3 separate regions of the Sus scrofa genome follow, and regions 1 and 2 are each linked to region 3. Evidence: chromatin contacts called from public Hi-C data. All regions are on one chromosome and are shown on one strand. The core of a region is the stretch at or near the end of the contact, and the rest is flanking DNA. Distances in the headings are between cores, read along the strand shown.

Region 1 (3,175 bases), core at 451-2,950, 190 kb after region 3:
TTACTTCCTTTCTTCTGTAAAATACTACTTTTTTTGTCATTTGCGGGCTTCACTCTTGGCATATGGAGGATCCCAGGCTAGGGGTCAACATGGAGCTGCAGCTGCCCACCTACACCACAGCAACTCAGGATCCAAGCCACGTCTGTGACCTGCACCACAGCTCACAGCAATGTCAGATCCTCAACCTGCTGAACAAGGCCAGGGATCGAACCAGTGTCCTCATGGATACTAGTCAGGCTCGTGAATCACTGAGCCATGACAGGAACTCCAAAATACTATTGTTTTTATACTTAAGATAGTAGACTTCATCTAAGTGTTGAAAACAGGCATTTCAACCAAATTTAAATACAGGGAGAGCTACATAGCAAGGCATTTTAGGTTCATGGATAAGCGCATGAGAGCACAGGCATAATTTTTTTTTTAAGGGCCACACCCATAGCATATGAAAGTTCCCAGGTTAGAGGTCCAATCAGAGCTGCAGCTGCCGGTCTACACCACAGCCACAGCAACATGGGATCCGAGCCGCATCTGCGACCTACACCACTGCTCACAGTAACACCGGATCCCAGACCCACTGAGCAAGGCCAGGGGCCATGAGCCCACATCCTCATGCTAGTCAGACTCGTTTCCATTGCGCCCCACGGAAATTCCTGTATTTTTTTGATTGAATGATAATTACAAGCAATTTATGTGGAACATCATCTGGAAACGTCAATCTAGGGATATTTGTTAATAAGTCTTTATCTTGGATGAGCTCCCGCGTAATCTTCTTCTTTATCTTTGTACCTTCTGGAAGCTTCAGTAGCCGGTAGTAGGGATTTGTCCCCAATTTTTCTTTCTTGTTCTTTTTAGGGTTGTACCTGCAGTATGTGGAAGTTTGCAGGCTAGGGGTTGAACTAGAGCTGCAGCTGTGGGCCTACACCACAGCCACAGCAATGCCAGATCCAAGCTGTGTCTGTGACCTACACCACAGCTCGCAGCAATGCTGGATCCTCAATCCACCGAGCGAGGGCGGGGATGGAACCCGAATCCTCACAGAGACTATGTCGGGTCCTTAACCTGCCGAACCACACCCGGAACTCCCTCTTCCCCAAATCTGCCCTCCTTTCCCATCTCCACACTGCTTGCTCTCTGCGGCATAATTAAAAGAGCACTGGATTGGAGATGGGAAAATACGAATGCTGGAAATCAAACTTCCCCCCACTTTGGTTAATTACACAACCTTTAGTATCAGTTCACTATTGCCTCAGTAATTCTGCGTAACAAAACACGCCTGAATGCAACGGCTTTTTGGCAGTATTTACCCTCATGCTCGGGAACTGCACACTGGCCGTGGAGCTGGTCAGCCCTGGGCTCAGTGGACAGCTCTGTTTCAAGCTGTGGGTCTGCTAGGCTGGGCTCTTCGGTCTGCTAAGTTTTGTTCTGGGGTCAAGGCTGAAGAGGCAGCAGCCACTCAATGGCAGGTCTTTTAAGAGCAGATCTCAGTGTGTAAGAGGCAGACTACGCGAGCCCATCCAAGGCTCGTGCTCATCCCACATCTGCTCGCGTTCCGTTGGCCAGAGAGAGTTTTAGTGCGAGGGAGCTGTGTGGGAGGGGGGTGTGTGTTTTTGGGCAATCACACAAACCATCAGACGGAGCAAAGCCATCTGTAAAGCTGGAGCTAGTGCTCCCCACTGCCTGGGCTGCTGTGTGTGTGTGTGTGTTCCACAGACACAAGCGTCTGCATCATAGGTGAGGTCAGCTTGGTCAGGGTCTGGTCTCCAAACACAGGAATGACGAATCATCTGGACCGACACTCAACTCTCCTTACGAAACTTCCCGGGGCCCTTGGAGGCATGTGCTCCCAGCAGGGCTGGGAGCCCTCCTCCAGGCTGAGCCCTCTGCCTGGCTCCAGGGAGCCCAGCTTTCCCTGCTAGTGCTCTCACCTGGCTTCCTCCCCAGCCTCCCCAGCCTGTCTGACCCTCTGCTGGGGGAGATGCTTGACAGCTTCTCTTTGACTTTTCCTTCCCAGGAGTTGTACAGACCAGGGACGTTACTGCTTCCCGCTGTCACTTTCTTTGTTCTCCTAAACTTACTCCGAAGTGTACATCTTCTCCACAATACGTCTCTGACCCTCTGACGTCAGGCTGGCACCGAAATAGGATTCTTAGAGGTTTTATGTCACCATCTCGATGACAGAACATTCGGCAGTGATTTCCTCAGAACACATCTGTTTAACTCAGAACGGGTTGTGAACAGAGCTGCTTTTGAAATGGACCAGCTCGTGGTCAGCAGATGAGCTTCTTTAGTCTGGGAACATGTGACATCTGGTTTGTGAAGATGGTTGTCTTAAAGGGATGACAAAGACTGTCCAGTCATTGGTGAGCCAGACTCTTGGAAGGGTCTAAGAGCTCTGTGGTCCTTGGCGGTGTTATGTTCAAAGGCAGAGGCTTTGATTTTGATGTTGCCTTTGCTGCATCAGAGCCTGTAACTTCCAGCTCATCCCGACTAGAGACATCGGACGCTTTGGTGTGAAGCTCTGGTTGGACCATACTTTGGGACGTCTAAACTCAGGAATAGATGCCGTCTGTTGAACACAATAGAGATGCTTCTGTACTGGGATACAGAGAGTCGAGTCTACTTGATTCAGTGAAGCATGGGCTTTTAGATGTCCCCGTGTCACATGTTACAAGGCCTTTGTGCCTGGAAGACTCAGAGTCTGTCTCCACCAGTTAACCCTGTGTGGTCTCAGATTCTCCACCAAATTGCTCCAAATCTCCACTTCTTCCTCTCTAGTGAATACAGTAAAAACTCATTCCCACTAGATGGTTGTGGGGATGTGAGATCATGGAGCAAATCAGCCACCCACAAGGTGCTGTCCCAAGGGGTCATGAATTCCAGGTGTTCAAGTCCCATCTGGTGTCGCCCACCTGGATTGAGTCCTGGCTCTGTCTCCCACAAGCTGTGTGGCCTTGGGAGTGTTGCTTCCTGTGTCTGAGCCTCAGACCTGAGTCTGTAGAACGGCGATGATGCGTGGTACAGCTGTCTGTGAAGATGGGATGAGGGGATGAGGCACGGCAGGTGCCCTGCATGTGGCATCATGGTGAATCCCATGAAATCGAATGCTTTGGGAAGAGGTAGGGCCCAGATGGCGTATTAAGGCCAGGGCTGAGAGCAGCTTGATTCAGGTGCACAC
Region 2 (3,350 bases), core at 71-2,570, 230 kb after region 3:
AGGACACACGGGGGTCAGCTCCCAGCGCTGCCAGGCACTGGCTCTGTGGCCTCCTGAAGGTCCTTAGCCTCCGTGAGCCTCAGCTTTACTCGCCCATGAAATGGGTAACAAGCACGGCGATTGTGAGCATCAAATAGAGCCCTGTGCTATTTTCAACGAGGGCTCTCTTCGCGGCAAGGACCACTCAAGCTAACTCGGGGAGCTGGGGCATCTCCGACCTCCAAGGATAGAATCCAAGACAGCTGATGTCCGGGACCGGGTCTGGAGTCAGCCGTCCTTCTGTCCAGCTGGCTCCTGGGGCCACGCCGTCACCCCTCCATCTTTCTCTTTCTCTAAGTGGTCCCTTGGCCCCCAGAGCCCTGGGTTGTTTGAGGACCTTCGTGCCTGGAGGGCCTGTACTCTGCAGCCCTTTGTTGAGGCTCCAGTGCTGGCTGGTCTCACCCCTCACTATGTTTCCTAATCCACATCCTTAGAGAGGCACTAACTGGTTCCTAATCCACATCCTTAGAGAGGCACTAACTGGTTCCTAATTCACATCCCTAGAGATGCACGAACTGTCCCAGCTCCTGCCCGGGGCGGGAAAGGCAGACTGCAGGCCACTGGCCTGGTGCTGGAGGGCTGCCCAGTCCCAGGGCCTGCCCTGCTTTAGTCTCCAGGTGGGTGGGTATCACAGGGCCCCCTGGGGTGGGTGGGGACCACAGCCTTAGGATGTGTAAAAATAGGCACAGAAGATGCCACTTCCTTCTCTCCTGACAGGCACGGGGCTCCCGAGGCTGGGGAAGGGCTTCTTTCCATGGGGAAGGGTTTTCTGCTCCTGCTGGGGTCTCCCATGCCTCAGACACACTTTCTAGTCACACGTCCGGAGGCTCGGGCCTCGTTAGCAGAGAGCTAGTGTGACAACCAGGGCTGCATTGTGGTGGTGGAGAAAACATGCGCTCTGGATCAACAAACTGCTGGGGAAAGCTGCCAAACAAAGCCAAGCAGAGGCAGCTGCCCGGGGCCCGCATCGGTAACCCGCATGGCAGGACCCCGTGTTCGCAGTCACGGCTGCACCTGCAGGAGGAGAGGCTGCCTGGAGAGAGTCCTCTGGGGAGTGTGAGTGGCTGCAGCCAGGCGCACACACACATTATACACACACATGTGCCCACACACTCATATGCACGTATACACAAGCACACACTCACTACACACCACACACGTGTGTGAGCGGAGTGCCAGCCAAGGGTGGACGCCCCCCATCCCGCCCGCAGTTTCCGCGGCGGCCAGGCTGTGACTCAGAGATTCTACAGGGCTCTTCCCCAGACGCCTCTGAGCGCCCCCGCCCCGTCCCTCCACCCACACGCTCTCCCCTCAGGAATTTCCACGGCGGCCACTGCAGCCAACACCCCCAGCAAATCGCTTTACTTCCCAAGGCTCTTGGAACATCAAGTGTGGGCTCTCAACAGGAAGGAAAAGCCGCAGCTTGAAGCGAAATGTATGCATGCCACCGCCTTCCTGCTCCTGACCCGTCGGTTGCCGTCTGCTCCAGAACCAGTGCAGCTCCTGAAGAACATTCTTTTCCATTCCTTTCACCGGGACGAAGCCAAGTGAGCTGTCCTAGGAATGACAGGCTCACCTGCTGCTGCTTAGGGGGCCCCGTGTGCTTCTAAAGGGTCTCCTGCCTCCACAGCAGGGTGGGGTTGGCGCGGAAGGTGGAGAAGGGGCTGGAGAGGGATGGAGGCTTCGGAGCCCCTGCCCCAGGAGTCAGTGAACTCACTCACGCATTTCACTTTTATTCTAGAACCTTCCTTTGTGCCAGCTCGGATGATAAAGTCGTTGGGTATAACTGATTAGTCAGTCATAATAACAGAGACATGGAAAAGGCCTCGGCAGGAGCCAAGGGGTCCTTCTCGAGGGGCTGCTGCACCCCTGCCCTGTCCCTTTGCTCAAGGGTCAACCTCTGGGGAAGCAGAGAATGAATGGACCCTGGGGGGTGGCCTGAAGTTCAGGTGGCATGAAGTGACAGTGGCCTGGGAGCACGTGGCATGGGGGAGGGGAGCACCCCAAAGGAGAGTGAGAGCTGCTACCAAGGGTCTGGGGTGCAGGGAAAGCAACCCCCACCCTCAGGGCCCTCTGTGTGCCTGGGGACACCTGCTCAGCTCAGAGGAGCCTTTGGCCTCAGGGGCCCCTGCCTCAGGCGGAGTCTCAGCCAGGGTTGTGGAGGTGGGGCTCCTCCAGCAGAACTTCGGAGGTCCCAACCCATGGGCTTAGCCACTCTGGCCCCTGGTAAGTGCCTCCCAACACAAGCTATGGGTGAGAACAAAGCCGTGGTACAAAGAGGGCTCTCTGGAGTTCCTGTTGTGGCTTAGCAGGTGAAGAACCCGACAGAGTGTCCATGAGGACATGGGTTTGATGCCTGGCCTTGCTCGGTGTGTTCAGGATCCAGCGCAGCCACAAGCTGCAGTGGAGGGTCCCACGTGAGGTCTGGATGAACACGTTGCTGTGGCTGTGGTGCAGGCGGGCAGCGGCAGCTCCGATGTGACCCCTAGCCTGGGAACCGCCATGTGCTGTAGGTGCATTTCCCCTCTGCCGCCCCCCAAAAGGACTCCTCATTTGCCTTTGAGGCCAGGCTCTGCCTCCCCTCCCATAGTTGATGTGGGGGAGCCGGGGGTCCTCTGAGCTGGGCTGGAGGGGAGCAGTGTCCGTAAGGAGCAAGGCCGAGGCCGCTGCCTGGGTCCTCAGGGAGGAGCCTGAGCAGGGCTGTGGGGAGGGGGCATCTGCCCAGGGAGGGCAGAGCGAGGTCAGGGGCTGGGTAGCCAGCTGCCCCAACCCCAGCTTCCACCCTCCGTGCTGAGAGTAGCAGGTGCTGCCTCTAGAAGAGCCAGGTCCTCATCCGATGGGGAGCTGCCTTTTCAGGTCGTGGAGCAGTTTTCCAGCAGGAATAATCCGCAAGCTACAGGGCACAGCGCTTCTTGGCTGGAATTCCATGGGGCAGTCATTACAGCATCCTTCTCCCCAATGGCCTGGCCTCTGTTGGTTGACAGCAGAGGCCCCTGGGGTTTCCAGGGTTCTCTTGTGCCTGATAGCGGTGTTGATGACGTGGCAGTAAAGAAACTTTTAGCTTCTGTTTAACCCAGTGCTCCCCATGGTTAATAACAAAAAATATGAAAAGACAAATGTGTGCTGGGCTCACTGGCAGAGGGTTAAGGCACAGGCATTGGGGTCACGCCCCTGTTTGACCCACTGTCCTCTCTGAGCCTTGATTTTCTCTTCCGTAGACTGGGGATTGAATGCCTGCCTCCCAGTGTGGTTGTCATGGTTGTACAGGTGGTTGGCACGGGCGCTTAACACGGAGCCGGAGCTCGAACCCG
Region 3 (3,364 bases), core at 520-3,019:
GCGCATCCTCCACCCGCCCAGAGCCCCAACTACAGTGGAGCCTGGAAAAAGGGGTTTGTAACTTTCTAACTTGCGTGGAAGGAAAGGGGAAGAGGTGCTTGGGCTGGTTCAGGGCAGCATTTAAGGGGACTCTGGATGGAGAGAGTCTGTGACTTCTGAGGTCCCCTGGTGGCCATATCTGGACCCAGGACCCTCGTGTTGAGGTCAGTGCTGACCTCCGAGATGGCTTCCTCCGTTCATTCCACTGAGAGGCCCAAACCCCAGTGATTAAGTGAGAAAACCCTAGGAGCCACAATGCTCTCGAGGGCGAGCACGAGGGAGGATGTGGGAGGTTTTCCACCAACTGCTGCCAGCTTCCAGAACTTTCTGAGGCCACAGACACTGTGGGCGAGGGTCTGGGTGGTCAGTGACTAGTTACAGTGAAGAATTACAGACCACTGTCCCTGATGGGGGGGGGGATTTCTTTCTTTAAGTCTTGTTCTAAGTGATGCTTCAGCTTTGACATTTAAATAATAGTTATTTCTAATACCAAGGAATGTATATTCCTAGCTATTTTGAAAAGAAATAGCTGTTTTTTGTTTGAAAAAAAAAAGGAACCACTGAATAGGAACACATAGGCCACACTTGCTTTGTTAGCTTCTCCGAGCCGAGCTGCTTGGGACAGAAAGTGGTAACCGAACGTTGCCTTGTTTGCAGCAGGCGACGTGCCTCGGAGAAAAGGTTCTTCCCAGGGCTGAGCTTGAGAGGCCAGCCCATGAGGTGGTGGACATGTCCCTGCTCTGCCAGCCCAAGTCCTCGCGCCTGCCCTGGGGGCTGAGGATCTGGTGGGGGACGGGCTCCCCTCGTGGGAACGCCGGTGTCCCACACGTGACTCTGGCGATGTGGTTTCTCCCCAACTGGCGACGGGCCAGGAAGCGCCGCAGTCCAGATCTCTGTCCCCAACCTGACATCCTGACATTCCTCTAGCTGAACCCCCGGGGAGCAGGGAGGGGGCACATCCTCTCGGGGTGAGTAGGGGGGCCCTGGGGCTCAGGAGGGGAGCGAGCACCGTCTCTCCTGTGCCGTCTTCCGTCCTCCTTAAACGTGAAGGCAAGCATCCCTGGAAGGAAAGGAGTTAATGACACCTTTACCCTCCCGACCTGGCTTTGGAAGGGTCTCCAAGCCGAAAGCATCCTTCAGGTGTCTCCTGACATTTCACAGGAACCAACTTTTTAGAGGGGCCCTGCGACCGGTGAACAGTGGAGCAGTTTGGGGGTGTCCACGGCCAGGGCTCTGATCTAAGCTCTGCTACGAACCAGGTTCTTCTCATCTGTAACATGGGACCATAACCCCACCTGAGAAAAAACGACACGTATCTTTTAAAAAGGCGATGCAGATCTTCAGGGAAGAGGTAGTGTGCACCCAGGTGCGGTGACGTGTGCAACGCCTTGCAGAAGCACAAGTGCCTCCTCAAGGACTTTCCTGCAAATCTGAGCATGACAACCATCCTTGTTCCCCTCGTATGGGTCCTAGACTGGGACCCTTAGCCTCACAATCAGAATCATTATATACAGAATTACCAAAAAAAAAAAAAAAAAAGATGTAGTGTTTCCCTTTGCCTTTTCATTGGCAAACGGCGCTTTGGTTAGCAGAAGGCCAAGGCGATTTTAATGGCCGGTTTTTATATCCGAAGGGGGAGGTTATTAGGAGAAGTCTCAATTCAGAAACTTCAAGAAGAAGTGGGAGGGTGTGGTGAGGGTGGAGGGGAGACTGCATTTCCTGTTTCCCTTTCAGATGGAGTTGGAAAACACTGCAGGAAAACCATGGAGACCCAGGAACAGAATTTCAAAATTTGTTCTCTGTGCGGCCCAGAGCCCAGCCCAAAAGGTGATGAGTAGAAGGGGTGGTTCTTTTTTTTTTTTTTTTTTTTTTTTTTTTCAAGTTTGCAGGCGTCCAGCTCTGGGCTCCGAGGGCAAAGACAGCCTTCCGAGGTGACATCAGCCAGCAGTGGGGCCAGAAGCAACAGAACAAGAGTCTGGTTTTCATTTACAGTGTGGGGCAGGCCCGCCGTGGGGAGGGGGAGAGGAGGGGTCGGAGGAGGGAGGGGAGGAGCTGGAGGGCGCCCTGACTGTATCCCCGACTGGATCCGGTCCAGTGTGCAGCTCAGTCTCCACCAAAGGCCGCTCAGTTCTCCCGCGCGCCAGCCTCCTGCAAGGACCACGGGGGAGTTTTCCGCCTCCACCGGGGGTCCCCTCTCCTGCAGAAGGACAAGGAGACACAGCGAGTGGGGAAAGCATGCGTCAGATGTGCACATAACTGCAGCGCGGAGCCCGGGACGCTCGCTTCTCCAGGTTTGCTCAGGGTGAGTGCCCCTTCTCCGGTCCCCGTTTTGGGTCTCTGGGCCCAAGGGCGATGCCTGCATCCCCGCGAGCACGTCTCCGTGGCTCCCTTGTTCCCTCCTGTAGAGTCGGTTTTGGGGACAAGCTTCTGGTCGCTGGAAGATTCAGTGGATTTTCCTTTCTCCGTTGGTGCCCCGAGCTGGGTGGAGCAGGAGGCTGCCCGCGGGCATAGCTCAGTTGCCCACACGCTCCATCAGCCTCTGCTCTCCTGACTGTGCTGTTTCTCGGCTCAGGATTTATTTGACGTTGTCTCCTTCTTCTGAGGCTCAGCTGGAATCTGCTTTGTTCGCAGAAGTGTCTGCAAGGATTCCAGAGGCAGCTTGGGGAGACTCCGAGTTCTCCCAGGTCGGTGTGGCCGGCGGGGCCCCGCACGCGCCGTGGCTGGTGCAGCCTCTGCGGCCTCCAGGGGATTGGGGTAACTTGGGTGTCCAGGCACAGGGCCAGGTCGAGAGTTACTCAGCCATTGCCACCGGGGCTTCATCTTTTCAGGAATCTGGAGTTGCTGCTGGAGTCTCTGCCCTCTGGGGTTAATTAAAGAAGCTGCAGGGGTCAGAGGAGGAGAAAGAATTCGATTTTGGGCCGTGCGCCCAGAGGATAAGGCAGGGCTCCTGGAGCCACGGGCCGGCTGGGGTTGCCCAGATGTGGTGCGGGTGCCAAGCCCGGAGCCCGGGGCCTGCTCCCTGGTGGGAGGGTGGGGCTCTCTGGTCCTCTCACCCAGTATGGAAAGTGTTCCCTGGCCGTGGCCAGCCTGCTTTGGGGACCTGATTCAGGGGCGACCGTGGTAGAAAACTGATGAGGTCCGGCGCAAGGGTGGGGTTCCTGGCAGGGCTCAGAGGAGGACTGTGGGTGTAAACAGACATGGGCATTTCACGGCCAGCTCAAGGAGTGGAGGGGAAGGCCGGTCAGGACCCCACAAACAAACTGCTCTAAGCATTAGGGGCACAGGGGACTTGGCCCGCGCCAGCCAGCTTCTCGCTCTGCACACA

The links. Hi-C and Micro-C count contacts between places; a contact is called where the count stands out from the background.
Region 1: a Hi-C map of mesenteric adipose tissue shows a contact between it and region 3, with 3 times the contacts expected there. The contact joins the enhancer-like site here to the promoter of COL6A3 in region 3. A contact is called at or near these places in 2 of 5 promoter capture datasets (fetal liver and fetal skeletal muscle), 3 of 47 Hi-C or Micro-C datasets (mesenteric adipose tissue, skeletal muscle and undifferentiated spermatogonia) and 2 of 2 datasets of contacts at active chromatin or transcription factors (alveolar macrophages and skeletal muscle).
Region 2: a contact with region 3 is called in a Hi-C map of embryonic fibroblasts, with 8 times the contacts expected there. The contact joins the enhancer-like site here to the promoter of COL6A3 in region 3. A contact is called at or near these places in 1 of 5 promoter capture datasets (fetal skeletal muscle), 15 of 47 Hi-C or Micro-C datasets (alveolar macrophages, blood, embryonic fibroblasts and 8 more) and 1 of 2 datasets of contacts at active chromatin or transcription factors (skeletal muscle).

The regions. Positions count from the first base shown.
Region 1 is chr15:136,908,371-136,911,545 of Sscrofa11.1, reverse strand. No RefSeq gene overlaps it. Among named protein-coding and RNA genes, the nearest start is that of MIR7141, 80 kb to the left of the region's middle. Within about 2 kb of position 1,700, at least 19 of the 83 cell types and tissues checked have an H3K27ac peak or open chromatin away from gene starts, as enhancers often do. A contact at or near this core is called in alveolar macrophages and mesenteric adipose tissue, where this site is marked.
Region 2 is chr15:136,871,776-136,875,125 of Sscrofa11.1, reverse strand. No RefSeq gene overlaps it. Among named protein-coding and RNA genes, the nearest start is that of COPS8, 45 kb to the right of the region's middle. Within about 2 kb of position 1,320, at least 12 of the 83 cell types and tissues checked have an H3K27ac peak or open chromatin away from gene starts, as enhancers often do. A contact at or near this core is called in embryonic fibroblasts, where this site is marked.
Region 3 is chr15:137,102,092-137,105,455 of Sscrofa11.1, reverse strand. It overlaps COL6A3 (collagen alpha-3(VI) chain), which reads left to right and starts at 1,769. Exons shown (of 44, transcript XM_021075741.1): 1 at 1,769-1,866; 2 at 2,135-2,341. The coding sequence starts at 1,774.